Linked DNA regions of Bombyx mori: region 1 is linked to region 2. The links are chromatin contacts, called in public Hi-C maps. All regions are on one chromosome and are shown on one strand. The core of a region is the stretch at or near the end of the contact, and the rest is flanking DNA. Distances in the headings are between cores, read along the strand shown.

Evidence for each region. Hi-C and Micro-C count contacts between places; a contact is called where the count stands out from the background.
Region 1: a contact with region 2 is called in a Hi-C map of posterior silk gland, with 1.8 times the contacts expected there. The contact joins the promoter of LOC101740538 here to the enhancer-like site in region 2. A contact is called at or near these places in 2 of 7 Hi-C or Micro-C datasets (middle silk gland and posterior silk gland).

The regions. Positions count from the first base shown.
Region 1 is chr2:863,958-870,508 of ASM3026992v2, reverse strand. It overlaps LOC101740538, which reads left to right and starts at 3,450. Exons shown (of 5, transcript XM_004924941.5): 1 at 3,450-3,603; 2 at 5,054-5,177; 3 at 6,451-6,536. The coding sequence starts at 5,064.
Region 2 is chr2:575,189-582,164 of ASM3026992v2, reverse strand. It overlaps LOC101741243, which reads left to right. Exons shown (of 13, transcript XM_038017314.2): 8 at 719-1,523; 9 at 2,426-2,498; 10 at 2,778-2,830; 11 at 3,383-5,780. Among protein-coding and RNA genes, the nearest start is that of LOC101741243, 13 kb to the left of the region's middle. Within about 2 kb of position 2,519, at least 1 of the 8 cell types and tissues checked has open chromatin away from gene starts, as enhancers often do.

The sequences.
Region 1 (6,551 bases), core at 2,201-4,700, 290 kb before region 2:
CCGTTGTAACTATAATTGAGACCTTATAACTCATATCTCAAGGTGGGTGGCGGTATTTATGTTGTAGATATCTATGGGCTCCAGTAACCACTTAACACCAGGTGGGCTCGTCCATCCATCTAAGCAATAAAAAAGGCCCTTCTGAATAATAAATAAGTGGTTATCGGTGCTCATTAAGACCTCATCGTGACCCGCAACAACTTTGGTATGCTTCATGTGGCTTGGAATTGCTTTTAGAAGTGCACCGGACGTCTTTTTCTTAAAAGCAAGACGGCTTTCGGAGGTTCATTTCTTAGAGGAGGGTCATTTACATCCTCCACATAGACCGAGCGAAGTCCGTGAAGGACCGAAGCACTAAATCAAATCAAAAATTAAAAACACGTAATTTATTAAGCTCAGATAAGTTTTAGTTGAAAACATATTTCAACAAGCTTATGCATAATTTTACCATAAATTGTATTATTTTGATATATCGCGCATTAGCTTCGACGAACGGAATATATGTATCTTTGGAATAACAGTTAAATGTATTCTGTGAGCATAGTTGAATGAACAAGGATAGTGTGGAGTCACCAGTTAACACCAGGTGGGCTGTGAGCTCGTTCACCCATCTAAGCAATAAAAAAAAAAAAAAAAAAGGTCGATGGTCCTGTGGTAAGTGACAATGAGTCATAAGTTCTCTTATTTTGAAACTGTTTTTTTTCCTACCTAAGCTGATATCCTTGAGAGGTTATATCAGCGGAACCTTAACTAGTAGGTGAGCTCACGGGGCTCAAACCTGACGACGTTGCTAACACGAACCCTAGCAAGAGCCGTGCTTCGCAGAATCTACCACCGGATCGGAAACGCGACCCACTGAGAAAATCCGGCGAGAAACTCAGTGGGCTGTGCCTGAGGGTGAATTTACTCGTCGAGCCCTTCGTCGCAAGCGAAGTGTTTAACGAGAACGATGACCGATGCTTGAGGTACCTAAAAGCACCGTTAGTGGATCAGGAGGATCCTAAATTACGTGGGAAACTGTGCGGCAGATGAGCATTGTAAGTAAATTGGCAACTAGCGCGTGCTCACGAACAACTTCTATGATATCTTGCCAGTTTCTGCCGCGAAGGGTGTTCCGGTCTGAATGATAGGATAGCTGTTACATCAAAAGTGATCGCTGTAGCTTATTGACATTGGCAATGCGGATTTTTTTTTCTACCTAGCTGAGAGCCTTGAGAGGCTATTTTAGCGTAACCTTAACTAGTAGGTGAGCTCACGGGGCTCAAACCTGACGACGTTGCTAACACGAACCCTAGCAAGAGCCGTGCTTCGCAGAATCTATCACCGGATTGGAAACGCGACCCACTGAGAAGATCCGACGAGAAACTCAGTAGGCTGTGCCTGAGGGTGAATTTACTCGTCGAGCCCTTCGTCGCAAGCGACGGGTTCGACGAGGACGATGACCGGTGCTTGGGGTACATAAAAGCACCGTTAGTGGATCAGGAGGATCCGAAATGACGTGGGAAACTGTGCGGCAGAAAAGCATTGTAAGGAAATTGGCAATTAGCGCGTGGTCACGAACAACTTCTATGATATCTGCCAATTTCTGCCGCGAAGGGTGTTCCGGTTTGAATGATAGGATAGCTGTTACATCAAAAGTGATCGCTGTAGCTTATTGACATTGGCAATGCGTAGTGAAGTCACTTCTAGCAGCATAGGGTTCGTTTTTACGCAATACTTTACCAACAATCAATCCGTGAGCGCTCGTGAGCCTTCCACAGATTTGGATTGAAGCTAAAAAGTTGCAATTAGTTTCCACCATTCAACACTTTCGATACTCCACACTCATATGTTTTTCGGTGATGTATTTACATATTTATTATCAGACGATTTTTTTTTATTAGTGATCATCTGACGTGCAAGAATGTCCTTGGCATTGTGCTGCCCGGGAGGCCGTGTTCAAGGTCTCGAGCCGGGATGGGCATTAGTATTTTGTGAAGGATCTGCCCGTACCGAGCCAAAGTCGGAATCGGTACTGTCGACAAAACAAGTTTTTTTTTCAAATAATTTATTTCACATAAATTTTTTTTTCCTTCACAAGTTGCGTAGTTATTATTTTACTATACTTAATAGGTAAGTTGATTATGTGAACTCATTTAAGCTATATTAGAAAAAAACCTAATTATTTTTTTTTTTTTACCTACCTAAGCTGATAGCCTTGAGAGCGTAACCTTAACTAGTAGGTGAGCTCACGGGGCTCAAACCGGAGTGACGCTAAAACTGACCCTAGCAAGAATAGTGCTTCGCAGAATCAACCACCGGATCGGAAACGCGGCCCACTGAGAAGATCATTGTTGTCACATGCATCAAACCATAAATTAAATAGTTTAAATTTATTTTCAATGTTAGATGTTTGTGATGTGGCAGTACTTATGTAAATAAATAAATAAAGATCCGGCGAGAAACTCAGTGGGCTGTGTCTATGGGTTAGCTAATTAAAGTGTCTTTAACGGAAGACTAATTAGTCTTTCGTGACCACGGTAGCTGTTAAGTGTTTGATACGTCAGGAATAATAAAGGTGGTGACAATAAAAAACGCGAAACTGAACCTTAACAGGAGATGTTCACGCCTATATAGTAATAAATAGCTAGTAAGTTTTTTTACTGGTGGTAGAACCTCTTGTGAGTCCGGACGGGTAGGTACCACCACCCTGCCAATTTCTGCCGTGAAGCAGTAGTGTGTTTCGGTTTGAAGGGCGGGGCAGCCGTTGTAACTATACTGAGACTTTAGAACTTATATCTCAAGATGGGTGGCGCATTTACGTCGTAGATGTCTATGGGCTCTAGTAACCACTTAACATCAGGTGGGCTGTGAGCTCGTCTACCCATCTAAGCAATAAAAAAAGTAATAGCCCCCTGGATTACATTACGGAGTCATTGAGGAAGACCGGAAGACGTATGGCACGGGGGACAGATGAGGAAGTTGGGGAGCTGAGGCGAATGTTGATGAGAATGAGGATCAATAGGAAGAATGGATTATCGAACATTACAGTGCAACAAAGGGGCTGAAGATGAAAAAAAGAATGTAGCGGTAACTATCATACAACACAAGATATTTGACAGATGCCTGAATCTCGCTTACGACAATTTCAAGATAAGCTTGCATATATACAAGTGCCGAACAACATTCGGACCGTCGTCTACCTAGCTATATCACTCGCTCGTTGGAAGATCTTCCCTTCACCTTAAACCCAATAAATCCATAAATAAATAAATTTTGCAATGATTCTTCGTTAATCGCAAATTTTGTACTTTATCTATCACGAAACATATGAAATAGTCAAAGTGCCTTCAATAACGTATTCGCTCTAATGTTTTTCCGGATTTGTTCTGCAAACGGTACCTGTCGTATTGCGAATTCGCATGCCGGTCGGGTTGATGATCCGCGCGTTTATAAAAGAGTGATCTGACATGTTAAATTTCGCATTGTCGAGCCTTCGGCGGAAAGCAGAAGTACATAAAATCCTAGTTTAGATTTTAAACAATTGTGATTACTTTTTTTATTTATATTTTTTTTTCTAACGCTACTTTTGTGTTTTAATTTTTTTGTGTTCGTCGCACACTGGTGAGTCAATTTTAATTTAGTTTAAAAAAAAAACAAACGAAATACTATGTTCTAAAATTTCTAATAAATATTGTACTAGACAATATTAGTTTGTAATTAAAACTTACTCATAGATTTTATGTATAGTTCGCGAAATCACCCCTCAATACCCCGACCTGACTCTTGGGCATCCGTCGTGGGGAGCGAAAGATCTATGATATATATGATGTCGCTCAATCAATAATAAGAAAGACGATATGGGTAAGAGGGGAGTGAGCGAAGAAATGGTATATGATAGAGGAGAATGGAAGGAGAAAACATGTTGCGCCGACCCCAGGTGACTGGGAGAAGGGCATGACAATGAAGATGCTTTTTTTTATTGCTTAGACGGGTGGGCGAGCTCACAGCCCTGGTCAGTGGAGCCCATAGACATCTACAACGTAAATGCGTCACCCACCTTGAGATGTGAGTTCTAAGGTCTCAGTATAGTTACATGATGTGTAATGAATAGTAAAATACGAAAATTGATAACGTGAAAATTGGGACCCCTGTGAGTCAAACGGGCTCAGCGTTAAGATATTGTTATTGTTACTTATTATATAGAGGGGTGAAAGGGTTGGTTTATGCGACATTTTCACAACTTCACAGGAGACTCCTGTAAAGTTCATAATTTTGGAAAAAATATCATAACAAAAAAAAAAAACCTTCTTCAGCTATCTAAGCTTTAGTTGAAGTTCAATTAAAAATATCGAACTGTTGATGCTGATACCAAATAAAACGCACCTTTAATTATTAAGATAAATGTCCCTTACCTTAATTTAAATACCCTTTCATTGCTCGATTTGTTATTTCTATGTGCGAGAGATCACTGATTTGTAAAATACATACAAAAATTGGCAGACTGTTGTCTGTATCGACGTTCAGACGAAAGTTACTGGTGGTAGGACGGCTTCTTAGTACGCTTGGATAGGTACCACCACCCTGCCTGTTTCTGCCTCAAAACAGTGATGCTTTTGAAGGGTGGGGCAGCCGTTGTACCTTAGACCCTACTTAGGACTCATGTCTCAATGTCTATGACATCATTTAGGTTGTTAATGTCTACGGGCTCCCGTTACTATTAAGTAGCCAACAGACCTAAGTAATAAAAGAAGTATTTTAAAAACACGTTAACAATGTTCGCAATTGACCTCCGCGGTGAAGGAATAGCATCGTGTAATATTACTGGTGGTAGGACCTCTTGTGAGTCCGCACGGGTAGGTACCACCACCCTGCTCATTTCTGCCGTGAAGCAGTAATGCGTTTCGGTTCGAAGGGTGGAGCAGCCGTTGTAACTATACTTGAGACCTTAGAACTTATATCTCAAGGTGGGTGGCGCATCGTTGTAGATGTCTATGGGCTCCTAAAAAAGCTACTGTCTGATTAACCTTTGCGTATACAGAGGACAAAATACTATATAATAAAAAAATTCCAGGTCTGCGAACATGGACAAAATTATTTCGAATTTAATATTGATATTAATGTGCGGAGGCCTCGTGATGTCTTACGACGAAATAGACGTGGAAGCTGATACAAATATCATGCTCAAAATATTGAGGGTAAGTCGAAATTGTACGGTTTTAAATGTAAGACGAATAATGTTGATTAAACCGTCGCAACCCACCCACAGGCCACTGAGTTTCTCACCGGATCTTCACATTAGGCTACGATTCTTATCCTTTGCTAGATTCAGCGAAGCACTGCCCTTGCTAGGGCTTGTATTAACAAGTCCTCTTAGGTTAAGATGCGTGAGCTCATTTACCAAGCCGGGTGTAGTTTGAATTTTTCCCTTGGTGGTGGTTATGGGGCGATCTGATGCGGTGGAGGCTGGGCCAAAAGCTACCGTGACTCTAGCGCGCTGGTACCAGGAGGAAGGGAAGACGCCTCTGCAATCCGCAATGCTGTCGTCACTGCCATCACTGGACATACTGTTAAAGAATAGCTCAGTCAGCAGTGTATCGCGTTCCGACCTTGCAGGCTGATTCTGATCCAGCGGGATATCGTTGTAGTATTGAGCCCCCCTTCTCTGTGACTTAGTGGGTATGGCCCTAAATTCCTTTTGGGTCTGCAGTCCCAAAAAAAGCCCCTTAATCTACCAACGATCAGGTAGGCAAAAAGCTATTGAGGCCAATTATGTCGGTTTTAATAAACCGTCAAAAACTTTTATCGGCTTTCGGTTCTAATGACTTTGGAACTCCAAGCGCTTGTGGTTCGGGCTGTGGACACTGCCAATAGCGGCTATATAATTTTCTATATTATTGGATTTGTATTCTTGAATGGTTTAATGAATAATATGTAACTAATAAGATTGGCAACTTGGTCGAACTAATCGATTCAAATCGACGCCGATAAATTTTGTGTGTTAACAAAATGTTTTATTACACACTGTGTAATAATATTTTCTAATTTTAAATTAAACTAGCTGTACCCGTCCGCTTCGTTGAGCGTTTAAAATTAATAATATTAAATTTCTCACCCCCGCAAAGATTCTCATCATTAACGCCCCCGCAACTGGTCTAGGGAGTCCAACACTCATATAAATATTAGGCTATCCATTAAGTACATGTATTTTCTACATGGATACCAAGTTTCAAGTCAATCGGATGCACGGTTCAGTAGTTATAACGGAACATCCGTAAAAACCATTGTAGATTTATATATTAGTATAGATTTATTTTAAACATCTTTTCTTGGTAACATTGAATTTTTTTTACAAAAAATTACAATCACACAGATAATATTGAATCGACCATAATTTGTATCTTTCATCTCAAGTTAGGTTTATTAGTATTATTTTTCACAGTTTTTCAAATCTATTGAATATGTTCACAGGACATGGCGAATCAAACAAAAGCTGACACTTTGAATTTGCCAGCGAACGCCACCTCTATCCGAGAGAACATCACCGATACCTTTAGGTAATGTGGAATATT
Region 2 (6,976 bases), core at 1,270-3,769:
TACCTTTTCACAATTCTCTGGCTACCTTGCAATAAATATATTCTACCAACTAAGCACGGGTACTGCAGTATATGAAGTCATATTGGCCCGTGCAAAACATAAAAACAATGGTTTGTTATTTTATGCAATAGAATTGAGATTACGACATCAGGTCTCTAAATAGGTCGTAACATTCACGTTTCAATGTCTATGGTATTCCATTTATCACCAGGTGAACTATCCGTTCGTTCACCTATCTACGCAATAAATAAATAAAATTGAAACATGCAAAAGGATTTGTTATTTTCTCTTGAAACTAAGTATAAATGTCAACAAAAATGTTTTTATTTATTTATTGCTTATATGTGTGGATAAAATCACAGTCCACCTGGTATTAAGTGATTACGGGAGCCCATAGACATCTTCAACGTAAATGCTGCCACCCACCTCGAGACATGTCTTCTAGAGTCTCAGTTTTTACAGTACAACGGCTGCTCCAGCATTCAAACCGAAACGCATTACTGCTTCACGGCAGAACTAGGCAGAGTGGTGGTACTTACTCGTGCGGAGTCATAAGCCGTCTTAAAACCAGTAAAAGTGTCGTTTATTTTAAGCAAAGGGTAACATAAGACTGATATGACCTCATAAGGTATCGGAATAACTTGGCAAAACTTACTTCTGGGTGTAATGATCGTACGCATGTTTTACTAGCAAATAAATCTCGCATTGCCGTTTTAAGGTCATCACCAAGACGAACCGACAACCAGTTCAGTATTTTACAACACCTCTTCCGATGACGATGAATGACTTCGAGAAATTCCTGAAGGACAACAGTCTGGATGTGGAATCTGTAACGTCTCCCATAACGGACCTGCCCACTGACGACGCTGAAACACAGAAGGCCAAGAGAATGAAAGCAATCAATCAAGAAATCAACGACGACAATAATATAAAGATGGATCCAGAAAATGTCTTCAATTATTTAGATTATTTAGAAAGTGGTTTATTTGATGACGGCGATGCAGAATTGTATAGGGACAAAAGGCAAACTAGTGTAGATGAGGATTTTGATAACGGAAACGATAGGTCAAAAGGGACCACAGCAACTGATGATTTGTCAAAGAAGGATTTCGATATAACGATAATTAATGTTGACGACAAAAAAGCCGCTCAACATGACGCGGCCGATTCGCAAGTGCTCGACAAAGCAGAATCGACTACGGAACAGATTAACGCAAAGACGGGAATGTCGAATTTGAACAAAATCGAGAAAGCAGCTAAAGAGTTTGACTTCTTTAAGAAACTACACAACAATCAAATGTACAATCGTTTGTTTCCTAAAAACAATAAAATCGAGAATACCGCTGGAGTTCTAGAAGCCACTACTAAAACAATTATGGCTTCTGAAGAACTATTTCAGAAGCTGCCCATTAAACTGGGCAATGACCCGAAAAGAGTACGGATTAGTAGCCACAGCTATAAATACGATATCATCTATCATCGGCCGAAGAAGAACCAGAAGGGGAAAGGAGAAATAAGTGCAGGTTCATATGACAACTCGAGATTTAGTACATGGTAGTTAGTTAGTATTAAGTTAGTAATTGCGCACACAACTATTTCTATGGTATGTATAGTTTATTCTCCTACTGTACAAATTTAGAAATAAACGGCACATATTTGCAAATGATTGGAATTTATCACGAGAGTCCACAAAGCCAATAGAACTGAAGACGTTAATTGTAGTGTCTCACAGATCAACTGTCGACTTTTATTTAAAATCAAAATGCAACTTGTGTGCCAAGATGCATACTTATTTATCCCTCTTTAAGCTTTGTTTTTTTTGGCCGTGAAAAGTTTTTCTCGTATCTACTATCCCTTCACAACTCATATGCCCTGGGACAGACGTGGCCATCATTATTAACAGAAAAGTAAATTTTAATGAATACCTGTCTTATCTTCTTCAAATCCCCTTAACAGTGTTCCGCGAGCCCTATGATATATCCTTGTTCAAACAAGGCTTGCGGTGAGTACTCAGCCATTTCGCTGCATCCTTGGTTTGGCTGAGTTCCATGAGTGACAGTAATTTTATTAATAACCATCAGACGTGCCATATTCTCGCCTGTTTACAAAAGCCGGAACTGTCTGATGAACTCATCTTTGTTTATTACTTCACCATTAAATTTTATTGCTTTTTGTTTATTTCACGTTTACACTAAACACAATATTGCAAATTACCCGAGCACAACAATGGCGGAGAATTTTAGGTGCGTGAGAGCAGACGTAGACACTAACGCGCATGCGCACTTGTCAGTACCCAGGGACGAAAACCGAACTTTCGGCGTAGGTAGGAGAAAAAATATAAATATTCCCGTACATAATTCCACTCCGTGAGACACAGGACTCTAGTAAATAATAACGTATTGATACATGGTACTATTGATTTCAGTCAATCCTATCTCGGAAGTAACCTACTGCACCGAGATTGAGGAAGAGGAACAAAATAGCGATGACAACAGTGAGTAAGTCGCCATTTTTTTTTCTACAACATTGATCAAAGTAGCGACTCCCCAATGTTTTCGCTCGCGTTAAACTTTTAATTGTAAAATAAGGCAATGGGTTTGATTTATTCTATGTAAAAATAATGCTGATTCGTTTCTATTGTCTATAAAAAACAGGATAGACTGTTACAAACTTGCGATCATAATATTGTGTAGAACGAATATCTCAGAAATTAATGTCAATTTGTTTCGTTCACATGGTAATGTAGAATTTAATACTAATTCATTAAAAGTTTTCAGTCTTCCTAAAAGGAGTCGCGTGAGGGGAAATACCGAAGGATTTACTAACGATGGTACGTACCTTACCTAGGTCTAGTGCCTGTGACGAGTCTTTGTGGACTAGTTTTAGTCTTCCATGTCTTTTGCCAATCGACTGTTTTTAGTTCTAAACTTCAGGACCTTAGTACGTTTCCTAAGAATTTCTCGGTTATCTCCAAGGTTGGCGATACGTCCAAAAGTACTTAATCAACATTATTGAACATTTCAAACTAGTTCCAAAATCCAGGTCACTCTGAAATCTCAGTTTCAAAACTCTGTAGCCAGGTGCGGAAGGACTAGAGCTTTTTGTGTTTCATGTCTTTAAGGGTGCTCTAAGAAATATTCTGAGATCCCTTCATTCTATTTTTACAAATCGCACCTCATATCGGCACAGTGTTTCAAACGAGTTTTGAAAATAACTCTCAGCCTTAGGTAGAGATTTGGCTGTGTTTGTTACGCTTGCTGATGTCCATAGCAACGTTGACCACTCATCAATAAATGAGTTATATAATCCAAGGCAATAAAAGACATACACGGGGCGACATGAAGTGTGTTTAAAACCTTTGCTTTTACCCATTTTATTTCAGTCATTGAAACAAGTGTTATGCCAATAGAAGAGTTTGACGTAAAGCTTGCTGATAGACACAAACGCGATGCGAAAAATCAGACATTCACAGCTAGAGATGTAGCGGCCATAGAGGTGATCATCGATCTGATAAAGAACACTGAAGACAAACACACCACGCAACCAGACCTGGACGATGTCGCTTCGAAATATCCTGTCAATTTGAGTAATTCCATTCAAGTACACATTGGAGTTCCGGGAGCTTTTATTAGTGACAAAAAGAGGTCGTTAGAACCGAATAAAGTCAGGAAGGTCTTTTCGGCCAGAATGCTGACCCCGGTCGACGTTGTGTATCAAGTTAATTCGTTTGATACGAACGATGTGACTTCTAAAACAGTTGAAGAGCACCCGAGTTTATTGCCAGGCGTTTATCTGCTAGTTGATAGTTCTTATCCAGAAAGTTTCGCTCTGAAACCGGTCGCAGCTAGCTCGGATAAAAACGTTAAACGTCCGAATGTCACGGTCGAAACTGCCACCAGCGCACCGCCCAACGCCATATCAAAGGTGACTTTGAGTAAAGATTTAATTTCCGCAATCAATAAGCAACTGATGCAGCTGTACAATAATCTAACAACGGCCACAAAAGACAAAAATGCTACAAAACATCGTAAGAAACGAAGTATTAATTGGAAAGCAATCAAAAAGTATTTTGGATACGACCGAGTGTGCAATTGTAAATGTAAAGCCAACAAAACTATGTGCAGGGCGTGCGCGGCTAGCGACGCCGTCATAAAAGAGCTACTGTTTGAATTTGACAACCTGGGCAGGTACATGCGCGAGCATTGCACTGAAATCCAAACGTATTTCTGGATGAATCCAAGCGGCGGAAAAAAATTGAAAGATTCCGTTCACAATATTGATAAGGACTTGCATGATTATTACAAGAGGGTCAAAGGTAAGTGCCAAGGGCGCACATGTGATGCAATGGGCATTATAGACAAGAGAGACCTGGTGAGAAGTGATACTTTGAAAAGTAAAGACCCAGGGGTGATCTTTGTTAAGAAATTAGAACAATTAGCGAGAGATGTGAATGTGGCCTGTAAAACTGCGACGTGTTACAATGAGAAGCTTATCAAGGGAAGCAAACGACTCTTCGATGCGGTCGCCAATTGTATATCTAGTAAGTCCTTCGAGAAGAGGTCTGATTGTAAAAATGAAAGTTATTCCGTTGAAAATATAAGCGTTAATATAATTTGTAACGATGCTAAAACGAGTGTTGATGATTCTAATGACTTCACTTCGAATAGCCTCGATACGATAACAGAAAATTATAACTCCGTTAATTGGAATATAAAGAAAAGAAATGGAAAAAAACATAAGGGAATCAAAGGTTTATTTAAAACAAAACACAAATTAGGTGCATCGAACGACGAAATGACAAAACAAATTGATATTGGGAAGAGAGAAATCAATCAAATCGATTCTCCATTAATATCGGACGCCGGTGGTAATTTCTGGAATGATTACATCAATAGGATCACTAGAGATGATAAGTCAGCTGACGAGAATTATATTCCTACTATTGGTGTTGGTATCACTGTAGTACAAGATGATATAGAGGAAAATAAAAATTACCTATCCAACGTTGATGGCAGTTCAACACACAAAGATGACGGCAACAATGAAAATGTTTTTCCTAGTGTTGGCAGTACAGTTATACAAGCTAGAGCTGTCACGGCAGAAGCTGGCAACGGATTTACAGAGAGAACAAAAATACCTGAACTTTCTGGTGTAAATGACTCATTCGATGATGATCCCGAAACAGCTGACATAACGAGTAATATCAAGGAGCTATTGAAACTTTTCGATACGTTAATAAGCGTTGGAAAAGACACAGAAATATCTGAATATGCAAACGAAATTACAACTCCATCATTTAGCACGGCTAGCTTCAAACTGAATACTACACCAATTGTAGCCCAAAAAATTACACACCCTATAACCGCTAAACAAACATTACAGTATACAGAAAAACCTAGCACAGAAAAAAAGCAAATACATACGTTAACAAGTCAAATACCAGTCGAAGATAGATCAGATATAACCGACCCCAGATCTACACTTACAACAACTACACACGTTGCACAGACAACTGCTTCAAAAGCGCCACTGGATAATATGAAAACAAGAAAGGATTATATTAAAAACATTACCGAAAATAGTACTGAGTCCAGTGACGATACTTTGATAGTAATAAACGAAGTAAAACGTGATAAATGCAAGAATCTATTGCTTGCGATCATAGACTTTGAGATTAACAAATTGAATCGCGAATGGATTGAGTGCGCCAACGGTGAATTATACAAACGGAGACGATGCAGTGAGGAAGATGATAAGAAAATTGGAATTGAGAACATACGGTGAGTTTTATTTTATTTTAGGGAGCGCTCTGAGGACTGGTGGTAGGACCTCTTGTGAGTCCGCGCAGGTAGGTACCACCACCCTGCCTATTTCTGCCGTGAAGCAGTAATGCGTTTCGGTTTGAAGGGCGGGACAGCCGTTGTAACTATACTGAGACCTTAGAACTGATATCTCAAGGTGGGTGTCGCATTTACGTCGTATATGTCTATGGGCTTCGGTAACCACTTAACACCAGGTGGGCTGCAAGCTCGTCCATCCACTTAGCAATTAAAAAAAAATTGTTCAAGATGATATCGTCATCTCGTTTTTACCATCGCACCGCCCGCCACCGGAGTAGAGTGCATCCATACTACCTGGAGCCACTGCGGTCATCTACAGTGCGTTTCCAGAGGTCTTTTTTGCCACGTACCATCCGGCTATGGAACGAGCTCCCCTCCACAGTGTTTTCCGAGCGCTATGACATGTCCTTCTTCGAACGAGGCTTGTGGAGAGTATTAAGTGGTAGGCAGCGGCTTGGCTCTGCCCCTGGCATTGCTGAAGTCCATGGGCGACGGTAACCACTCACCATCAGGTGGGCCGTACGCTCGTCTGCCTACAAGGGCAATAAAAAATAATTTAAAAAAATTATTAGTAAATAAAAAAAACCTCCTAGCGTAATCTTCTGTTTATTCGGACGCTAATTTTTTTCCGTAACTATGTACCTACATAATTATTCCACAATCATATTATTATTAAGATGATATCGTATTTTCTTCGGTTTTCGAGAACTTAGACAAAATGAAAACTGCCAAACCTCAAGATTCTATTAGTTCGTTCTGTGTGAAATGAAACGTAAAACTTGAGATATGTTTTTAAATACAAGATAATTGCCATGGAGTTAATAAGTACCTACAACACTCTATGATAATTGCCATGGAGTTAATAAGTACCTACAACATAATTGCACAATCATCTTAGGTCAACGCCTATTATAACATTGGTCATCGGTGACCACAAAAACTGTTAATAATTTTATAACCGGAGATTAAAACATAAATTTAGCTTTAATTGTATTATTGTGTTCGCGAACGTTCTCTACAATGCAGGGATAGAATCGTCGAATTAAATTAATGTATAATAATAATAATAATAAATATTTACTAACAATTACGTTACGTTAACTGGTCCCATGATAAGTTCGTAAAGAACTTGTGTT